Linked DNA regions of Cricetulus griseus: region 2 is linked to region 1. Evidence: chromatin contacts called from public Hi-C data. All regions are on one chromosome and are shown on one strand. The core of a region is the stretch at or near the end of the contact, and the rest is flanking DNA. Distances in the headings are between cores, read along the strand shown.

Region 1 (4,675 bases), core at 1,614-4,113:
CTTGTGTAGCAACCACATCAGTGAGTCATCTTTCTGGCTTCCTCCCAACCCTAGCCCTTATTCTTTACTCATTTGGATTCTTTGGGGCCTGTTTAAGAAACTTTGCCTTCTGCCAGGACTGACAATAGAGGTCTGTAATTGTAGCTACCCCAGAGACTGACGCAGGAGAATACTTGTTCAAGTCCTGTCTGAACTACAGAGTCAAGGCTAGTCTAGGGAACAGTGAGATGCTGCCTCACTGTTAAAAATGACATAAAAATGGGCTGGCTCTGGCTCTGTGTAGCACACCATGTAGCATTCATGAGGCTCTGGGCTCAGTATTTTTTTTTTTTTATTTTCTTTCCACAGACATTTAGAAGACTTAAAGCTTTAGAGGTTTGCATCGGTCTGTGTCCATCTCAAAACAATGTCTAAATATGAGGTGAAGTAATACTTTGGGATATCCAGTTGTTCTAGCAGCCTTTAATTAGAATGGACTTTCCTTTGTTCACCAAAACATGCTGGTGCCTTTGCTGAGGGGCAGTGCTATGCACGCCTGGGGACCCACGCTGGCCTCTATTCTGTTTCCTTAATCCTCTTGTCTGTTCTCCTGCCAATAGCATATTGTTGTGATTCCTATAGCTTCCCTGAAAGCCCTAAATAAGGCAGTGAGAACTCTCTGTGGGGTAGTGTTTTCTTCCTAAAACTGCAGCTCACTTCCCCCAGTGTTTGCCACTCTGCGGCTCAGTCTTGGATTTGGTTTTCAGAACCTAAGTTCTTTTTTTTTTTTTTTTTAATTTCATATGTGTTGATGTTTTGTTTGCATGTATGTCTGAATTTGTGTACAGGTGTTGCATCTCCTGGAACCAGAGTTACAGACAGTTGTGAGCTGCCATGTAGGCGCTGGGAATTGAACCTGGGTCCTCTGGAAGAGCAGCCAATGCTCTTCACCACTGAGCCATCTCAAGTTCTTAAGGCAACAAGGGCACACATTTGGAAAAGAGCATGATAGAGAGTAGCTTTCATGCCCTCACTCAGCCAGCAGTTTTTCTAGAGCTAGAAAGAGGTCTCTTAGGCTGTGTGGAGAGAGAGATACTGGGGGAATTGGAGAGACGGCAGCCTCTATTGTGGTTAGAGTTCAGAATCTGGGAGACCCAGGAAAGGCAAGGAGCAGCCTCCAAGCCCACATCTACCCTGATAGCACTGGAGCAGCAGAATGGTTGGTCCTGGTCTCTCAGTATGACCCAGAGAACACCACACTCCAAAGGCTCATTGGGCAGAAACAGTGGCTCTGAGAGAAGTCACCCCAGTGACCTGGTCCTTTGTGAACCTCCCAGAAAGTCACTCTGTACACTAAGAAAGGTCCCGGTGGCTTGTCTAGCATCAGGAATCCTCACTGGTAAATGGCAGTAGGGACTGGAGAGTTATCTCTTACACACTGAGTAGATTACTCAAGGTAACCTGCCTTGTAGGAAACTGCTAGCAAGCCAAGCCTGATGTTGAAGAATGTTAGCTAGGAGACACTGTTTCTCTGGCCTGGAGGCTAATGGGGAGCAATTAATTTTGAGAGAGGGGTCTCAATGTGTGGATCAGGCTGAATTCAAACTAATAATCCTCCTTCAGCCTTCCAAGTGCTGAGATCACAGGTACCCCCATGCCCAGCTCATAATATACTCTTCCAAATTCATAGTCCATCTGTCTGGAAAGGTTTTGAGCATTACCTTCCATTCTCATATAAAACAACTCAGAAGAAATCCTGTAGCTCCTGAAAAGCAGTCCTCAAGGTATGTGAAGAACATTGTTTGGAGCTTCTTGGGGAGTAGCTGCTTGGGGAGTGTTTTATGCCACTGTCTGGTGAGAACACGGAGGTGGGGCTGCCTCATGCTTCACGGTCCTGGTGTTATTTTCCATACCATCCATGTCCTGACTACGCCCATGTTAGGTATGGGGAAACTGGTGTTTCAGCCCTATTTACCAAGTGCCAGGAGAGTCTAGCTTGCATGTTGTTTTGCCTCTATTAGTATTCTTAACTCGCACTGTAACTCTAAGAATGTTAAAGAGACATTTCAAAATGCATTGAATTAATACATTCCTTTGCTCTGACCCCATGTCCACTAACTGTTCCAAAATGAGACACATGGAAATGGAAAATAGACACAAAGTATTTGCTTGACTGACACCATGAATTTGGGTGTCCCTCAAAGCATAAACACACACACACCCATTGTACACACACACCTTGCAAGGGTGATCCCTGGGGTTGGAGCCCTTCTAAAGCAGCTGAGGCTGGGCTGGCAATTTCAGACCTGCTTCTGTACCGCACTGTACTGGGGTGGAGCTGGGTAACTGGGTCAGAAACAGTCAGCCCCATCCTTAAAGGAGACAGTCGTCTGTCCCCACTCATCTAGGATGGCGTTACAGTTGTTACCTGTTGCTGAGAAAGGCTACTATCACTCTGGGTCTATTAAGAGAGAGCAATGGCTGGGCCTAGAGAGATGGCTCGTTGGTTAAGAGCACTTGACTGCTCTTCCAGAGGTGTCCAATTCTCAGAGTTCAATTCTCAGCAACCACCGGGTGCTCACAACCACCTGTAATGGGATCTGATTCCCTCTTTTAGTGTGCATGAAGACAGGGCACTCACATACATAAAATACATGAATGAAAAAGGAAAGAGCAGTGGATTCAGACTTGTAATTCATTACTAAATAAAGGCCAGCCTCCCTGTGCCACGCCACACACACACACACACACACACACACACACACACACACACACACACACCAGGCCTTTTGTGTTGTCTGGACTCCTGGTACAGATAGACCTATGTGGCTGTGCTCTAGGGAGCGTTGAACTCATTCACCCTCCCAGCTGTGACGCGCACGAGCCTCTTACTCATCCCGATGTCATCAGTCATATTTCCAGGAGTGAGTAATTCAGGGAGGGAGGTGTGGTACTGGTGGGGGGGGGCATGCTGGAGAGGCAGTGTGGTCCAGGAAGAACCCCATCTCTCTTCCTCCAAAGCAGGAAATGTTCCACTTCTTAAGAAAAGATGCACCCTTCATCTGCTGTAAAGTGGGCGTGTAGTCATCAAATGTAGGCAGTTTAGGGACAGCAGAGTCTAAAGGACTTCTCTCTTCACCCCTCGGTATTCAGAGAAGTCTGTGTTAACCAGAAGAGGAGCCAGTGGAACTCCTTTTGGACTTACTAAGATGTTAATTCATGTTTATCAAGCATATGACTTCCACTTTGGCCTATGGGTGCCCCCGTCCGACCCCTGGCATGACTTACTAGTGTTCCATCAATGGAAAATATCAGGGTTGGGATTAGAATGCAAAACCCTTGATTCCCAGTCCAGCCTTGCCATGGGCTATGAAGATTTCCTCTGAGATGAAGGCCTTGTCAACTTTGACTTGTTTTTTGATCCTCCAGGATCAAATTTCAAGCTGGGCTCAGCTTGGACCTAACTCGGTTTCTGCTGCCATACTTTGAAGTTCAAGAGTGAGTGTTCATGTTCATGTTCAAGTTCAGGACAGACCTGAATGCCTTTGAAACAGAGCTCCCCAGCCCCTGCTTCTCTGGTTTTTGAGACAGGGTCTCTTGTACCATCCAAGGCTGGCCTTGAATTTCTAATTCTGCTGCTTCTAATCCAGTGTTCTGAGATTACAGGCCAGTACCACCATATGTAGCTTAAAGACTCTTTTGGACACAATAACAGGCCAGGGGATCATGAGTCAGATGAGGGCTAGTAGTCCTGCCCACATTCTGTGAGGTGCCTAAGTGTCTTAGTGGCCCAGGCTTAAGGCATAAGGGCCCACAGTCAGCATTCAGCTTTGGAGTGACTAGTATTTTAGTCTGTGTCTTTGTTTCTTAGGTTGCCTAGCTCACTTCTCCCCAGGGAACTGTTAGGGAGCATCCTTAGTTTCCTGCAGAAAGAAGCTCCAGTGGGAAGCATGCTTAGGAAAAGAACTTGAGTTTTGTGAGCATCTACCATGTCTTGGGATTGACCCTGTGCCTTACACTGATGAACTTTCTGGATTGTCACATTTGTTCCCTGTGATGCAGACAACATCTTCCTTGTGTTTCTGTGGAAACATAGGCTTCCAGGACCTGGAACTAGGGCTCTGTCACCTTGATACGAAATAAAGGGGCCAGCTGTGAACCCAGATCTGGTGGCATGATGATCACTGCCACCCTTCTGTAGAAAGTCCTATGATAACCTCACCCAGGACTCTAGCTGCAGATGTTGCTCAAAGAGGAAGACATGACCCAGTGGTGCTGCCTCCAGCCCTCCACATTCACCTATTGAAATCTTAACTCCTAGGATCTCTGAATATGACAACATTTAGACAAAAGACATTTATTTTTGCATTTATGGTTTATTTATTTACTTGTTTGTAATCTGGTCTCATGTAGCCCAGGTTAGACTCAAACTCAATATATAGTTGAAGATGGCCCTAAACACCTGAGCGCTGAGATTACAGGCACATGTCATGCCTAGCTGAGAAAAGGCCTTTAAAGAGATAATTACCAGGAGATCACAGGCCCCATTCCAATGTGACCAATAGCCTTTTATTGTATTGTTGGTTTTTTGAGACATACTCTCACTCTGTAGCTCAGACTAGCCTGGAACTCACTATATGTAGCTCAGGCTAGCCTCAAACTGTGGCAATTTGACCATTGCCTCCCCCTGAGCACA
Region 2 (4,675 bases), core at 938-3,437, 54 kb before region 1:
GGCGATCCAGGGCTTGCACAGCACAGGGCGAGGCGAGTGGGAAAGTGTCACGATTTTTCCTGGGCCCTGCCCCCGTCCCCACCCCCAGTTTTCTGGGGTATGCTGCTGCTGCTGAGGAAGGGCTGATCCGTTTTGCGTCAAAGGACTGCATTTACTCAGTCCTGCTGAGAGAGGCGCGTAAACACCCAGGCAGGCCAGGACGCAGGGATGAAGGGGAAAAAAAGCCAGGCACCCACGGCTGGTGCGTGTACGCCTGCCCCACACCCCAGTCGCGGGCCTGCAGAACTGCGCTCTGCTGGGAGAGCAGCTGCAGAAATGAGAGGAGTCTGGCCACCTCGACTCACCATGCGCACAAGTCCTTGGGGATGGAGCTCGGGACAGAATGTGTTTTATAACTGTAAACAATGACCCCGAGTATTGTTTGGGATTACCGTATCTTGGGGCCCTTGGGGCGGCCAGATGCCGCCAGCCATCCCGGAAACGCCAGAGCTTTATATAGAGCCCCGGGAAAGCTTCGAGTTCCCGACTCTTATTTTTCTTTCCTTAGTTACGCCCCCACTTCACAGATAAGGAAACTGAGGACTGGGACTGGGATGTGAAATAGCAGATGCATAGCGCTTCAAAATCCCCAGTGAACCCCCAACAACTCACCTTCCTAGTCACTCCTCAAAAAGATCTTTAGGATACAGATGTGCTGCCTAGGATGGTTAAAAACTGGGCGTAATTACTGGTTTGTAATCCCAGCACTCGGGAGGTGGAGGCTTATCTAAGACATATACGGAGTTCGGGGACAGCCTGTGCTACCTGAGCCTCAAAAGAAAGAGTTCCTCAACTCCTGGTACAACACTTAGCATGGTACCTTCTCTTAGGATGATTGGAAGTCCGGAGCAGACAAGAGCTTCAGAAGGTCGTCCGCTCCAAACCTTTCATTATACAGAAGGAAATTGAGACTGCAGACTCGCCCAAGATCTCACAGCTCGTAAATAGCATGGCCAGGCGTTCATACTCCAAGGCCTGCGCTCTTTACCCTGTGCACCACCCCGCCCAGCAAGGCGGGAAGAGCCAGGAGTCCGGCCACGCGTGCCCTGAACTTTGCTCCAAAACAGCTCAAGGCAACTTGGGGTACATCTCTCGGCCCCCCAGTTTGTTTGTTTGAACAGCTTGGTTTGCTTTTAAGGCCTGGTTGCTGCTATTAGATGCGACCAAATTGTCTAGCACAGGGGACTCCCGCAATGTCTCGCTAGCTAGTTTCATCTTCAATAGCACTTCTAGCAAATTAATTGGAAGGTCAAAATAAAAAACAAAAACAAACAAACAAACAAAAAACCCAAGAGCACACACATACAAAAGGGAAGCAGTGGGCAGCCAGGCTCCGAGGGGGAAATGGGCAGGCCAGCCCCGCCTGGCGGCGCCGTGCCGCACCCCGCCAAGACCCGGCCGCAGGGCGGCGCGGGTGCCCGGTGCGTCCAGGACGCCTGCTGTACCGGGCGGCGCCGCGGAGGGTGCGGACGACTGCGCACGGCCGCGCCCTCCCCGCGAGCGGCTCTGAGCGCCGGGCTCTGGGCCTCGCTGTGGCGCCGCACTGAGCCACCCGTCTCGGCTTCAGGGCTGCGATTGTTTTCTAAAACCCGGGGCCCGAGCCCGCGAGGCCGCTTTCGGGGCCCCGCCCCGCGCCCCTTTCTTTTGGGGTGGGGATGGTGGGTGCGCGCTTGGGAGCGGGCAAGGGAATCCCTCTCCCTCCACGTCACCCGAAAGCGAGGAAACCCGCACTCGCGTCCTCTAACGCAAATGACCATCTTTGGCAACGTGCGCCAATGGAACAGACCAAGGGCGCTGCGCCCCGGGGGGTGGAGGAGCTCGGCAAGAACTCAAGCGGCCTCGGCGCCCCCAAAGTGCCAGGGCCGCACGCTCCCACCCTCACCACCACCCGCCTTTCTTGCGCGGGGTGTGCGGCTGGCGTCAGCGTGACCGCGAGCAGGGCTGGGAGGGGAGCGCCGTGCCCGCCTCCTCCCCTCCCGCGCCTCTTCCTCCTCCTCCTCCTGGTCCCGGGCCTCCTCCCCCGCCGCCTCGAGAGCTCCTCCCAGCAAGGTGGAGTCTAGCGTTGACGTGAGTCGATCCACATGGTGCGGGGCTGGAGAATAAAGAGTGTGGAGTTGAACTCGTGCCATTGTAGTGACTCATCTCGGGCAGAACGCAGGGGCTTGAAGCGAGACAGCGAGCTGCGCTCGGCAGGGACTGAGAGAGAGAGAGAGAGAGAGAGAGAGAGAGAGCGAGAAAGGGGGAGAAAGAGAGAGAGGGAGGGCGAAGCGAGGCAAGACGCTCGAGGCCAGCTCGTCCTGGAGCGGACACCGGGTGCAGGTCACTGCGACGCGGAGCCACGTCCCTCTTAGCACTGCTCAGCCTGGAACCCCACGGGCACTGTCCCGCCGGCGCGATCCGGGCAGCTGGACAGGCGCTCACTGCCTTGTCCTAAGTCAAGTGTCCGAGTCGCCGGGAAACTCAGGCGGCGAGTTGGCCACAGGAAGTTTATTCTCGGGCTCCTTTTCTAAAAGGAGGAAACAGAAGTTTCTCCCAACCGGCAGCTTTTCTTTTTCGCCTTTTTGGCGCCCTGTGAGATTGGGGAGGGAGTCCCCCAGAGCTGCCAAGCAACACCCGCTGGGCTCCTAGTCTTTTTTGCGTTGCCCATTTTTGATCCAGCCCGTGGGTCCCGGCGGAGCTCCGGCTGCGCGCGGGGGCGGAAGGGCGCGCGCAGGGGAGGGACCGAGGGACGCGCCGACTTTTTAGAGGGAGGGACCCGGTGGACAGCCGGTTCCGCGGAGCTTGCAGAGCAGAAACGAAGTGCGGTGCGCGGCGATCGGGGGATCACTTCCCGAGTGTCGCCGCCTCCCTGTCTGCCTCGGTTGGGGGACAGCCCCGGAGCCAAGAGCCCAGCCCGCGGCGGGGCCGGTGGACCAGCGAGCGCGCAGCAGACTGCGCGGCCGCGGCGAGGGCGGGGAAGAAAACCACCCTGTTTCCTCTCCGGCCCCCACCGCGGATCATGTACCAGGATTATCCCGGGAACTTTGACACCTCGTCCCGGGGCAGCAGCGGCTCTCCTGCGCACGCCGAGTCCTACTCCAGCGGTGGCGGCGGCCAGCAGGTACGTGCGGGCCCGGGTGCACCTGGCGGCACCGGCTGACTCCTTGCCCTCTCCTCGCTCTCACTGCCTCCATCCCCAACCTCCGTCTTTACCCTTCCTTGGCTGGGCTAGAAAAATACTTAGGGGCCACCGTTGATAAGTTGTGGGGTTTTGTTCTGTTCCGCCCCACCCACCCCACCACTTTTTTTTTTTTTTTAAACAAGCGGAGAGTGGGCTTAAAGAGCCAATAACAACCCCCCTCTCCGGCTTCTCTCACTTTATTCCAGAAAAGCTTCTGGAATTGTTGGTCCCCTCTTGGAAGCCTGTTGCCTCCTTCCGAACGCTCTCCCCTCCTTTTCCACCTTCCCCTTTCTCGGTGGTGGATAGACAAGGAAATCTTTGCGCCTCCTAAGTCCCCTCCCAATCGTCAAAGACCATACAACGAAGGCCTTTTAGCCTTTCCTTTTTCTGTTTTCCTTCGGTCTTAGCAGCTTTCTGAAATGGGTTGGGGACTCAGAAATACGGTTGGGCTCCTTCAAGTGATCCGGAGGGAGGGCTAGGGTTGCCTCTGGGAATCAGGTGCGAAGGTCAGGAAGGAAGAAGCTGGCTTTGATTGGCTCTTGACACCTCTTGTGCTCACCCCCCTCCCAGCTTCCGGTGAGGGTTGGGCAGGAACCTGTACTGTCCCGGAGAGCAGAACCTTGGGGGGCTTGGGGATACCTGGGGCAAAGAAGCTGGCAGAAAGAAGAGGGAGAACGAGACATCACTTGGGCTCCTGAGTAGTGGTTTTAGAAGTAGAAAAACAACTTGTTTCTAAAGCAGGCAGACTGGTTTCCATTGGAGGGATTCTGCCCGCACTCCGTGTGTCTGTAGGATACCAAACGGGTACTGGTGAAGTGGTGGTGCTGGTGGGGTACCTGACTTGTGTAGCACACACACTGTCTCATGAGGGAACTGCATGAGCTTACATGGTCCTCTGCCGCCCGAAGCCCTCTGGAGTTCCTAGCCAAGTTGGCTGCAGCAGCGTGAGTTACTCCATAAGGCCATGGCTATGGCCTTGGCTTTGGCCTCCAGCAGTCAACCCGATGGGGGGGGGGCGCTTCCAGGGAAAGATGGACTGAGCTGGGAAATATAGTAAAAACATGTCTTTCTTTGTAATCCGAAAAAGAGGAGCACCTCTCTCAAAGTAATGCCCCATGTCGAGTGAGTCCCTCCAAATGGCTTTTCTGTGTCTTCTCTCTAATCCCTACATACCTGCTAAGCACCTACTGTAGAGAGCCTGGTCTTCACAGAGGGTGCAGTCAATGGACCCTTACTACTGAAGTGATGAGTTTTAAGGCTTATCTAAAAAGTCATTGGTTATGTTTGCATCCCAGCCCAGTGGGTGATTTGTGTTGAACCAAAACATCATTCACTTTATACCTGTCCCCGGACTTTCTAGTTCAATAACCCCACCCCACCCCACCCCACCTCCCTCTCTTTCCCCAGCCAACATTGGAGCTTTGTATTTCTGTTTCTTTCACTAATGAGATGGAGCCATTGACCAGTGACACAGTG

Evidence for each region. Hi-C and Micro-C count contacts between places; a contact is called where the count stands out from the background.
Region 2: a contact with region 1 is called in a Hi-C map of the CHO-K1 cell line, with 5 times the contacts expected there. The contact joins the promoter of Fosl2 here to the enhancer-like site in region 1. A contact is called at or near these places in 5 of 8 Hi-C or Micro-C datasets (the CHK-Q cell line, the CHL-YN cell line, the CHO-K1 cell line and 1 more).

What each region holds. Positions count from the first base shown.
Region 1 is chr7:12,283,254-12,287,928 of CriGri-PICRH-1.0, reverse strand. No RefSeq gene overlaps it. Among named protein-coding and RNA genes, the nearest start is that of Fosl2, 53 kb to the left of the region's middle. Within about 2 kb of position 2,863, at least 2 of the 6 cell types and tissues checked have open chromatin away from gene starts, as enhancers often do. A contact at or near this core is called in the CHO-K1 cell line and fibroblasts, where this site is marked.
Region 2 is chr7:12,336,308-12,340,982 of CriGri-PICRH-1.0, reverse strand. It overlaps Fosl2 (fos-related antigen 2), which reads left to right and starts at 2,187. Exons shown (of 4, transcript XM_027424424.2): 1 at 2,187-3,139. The coding sequence starts at 3,038.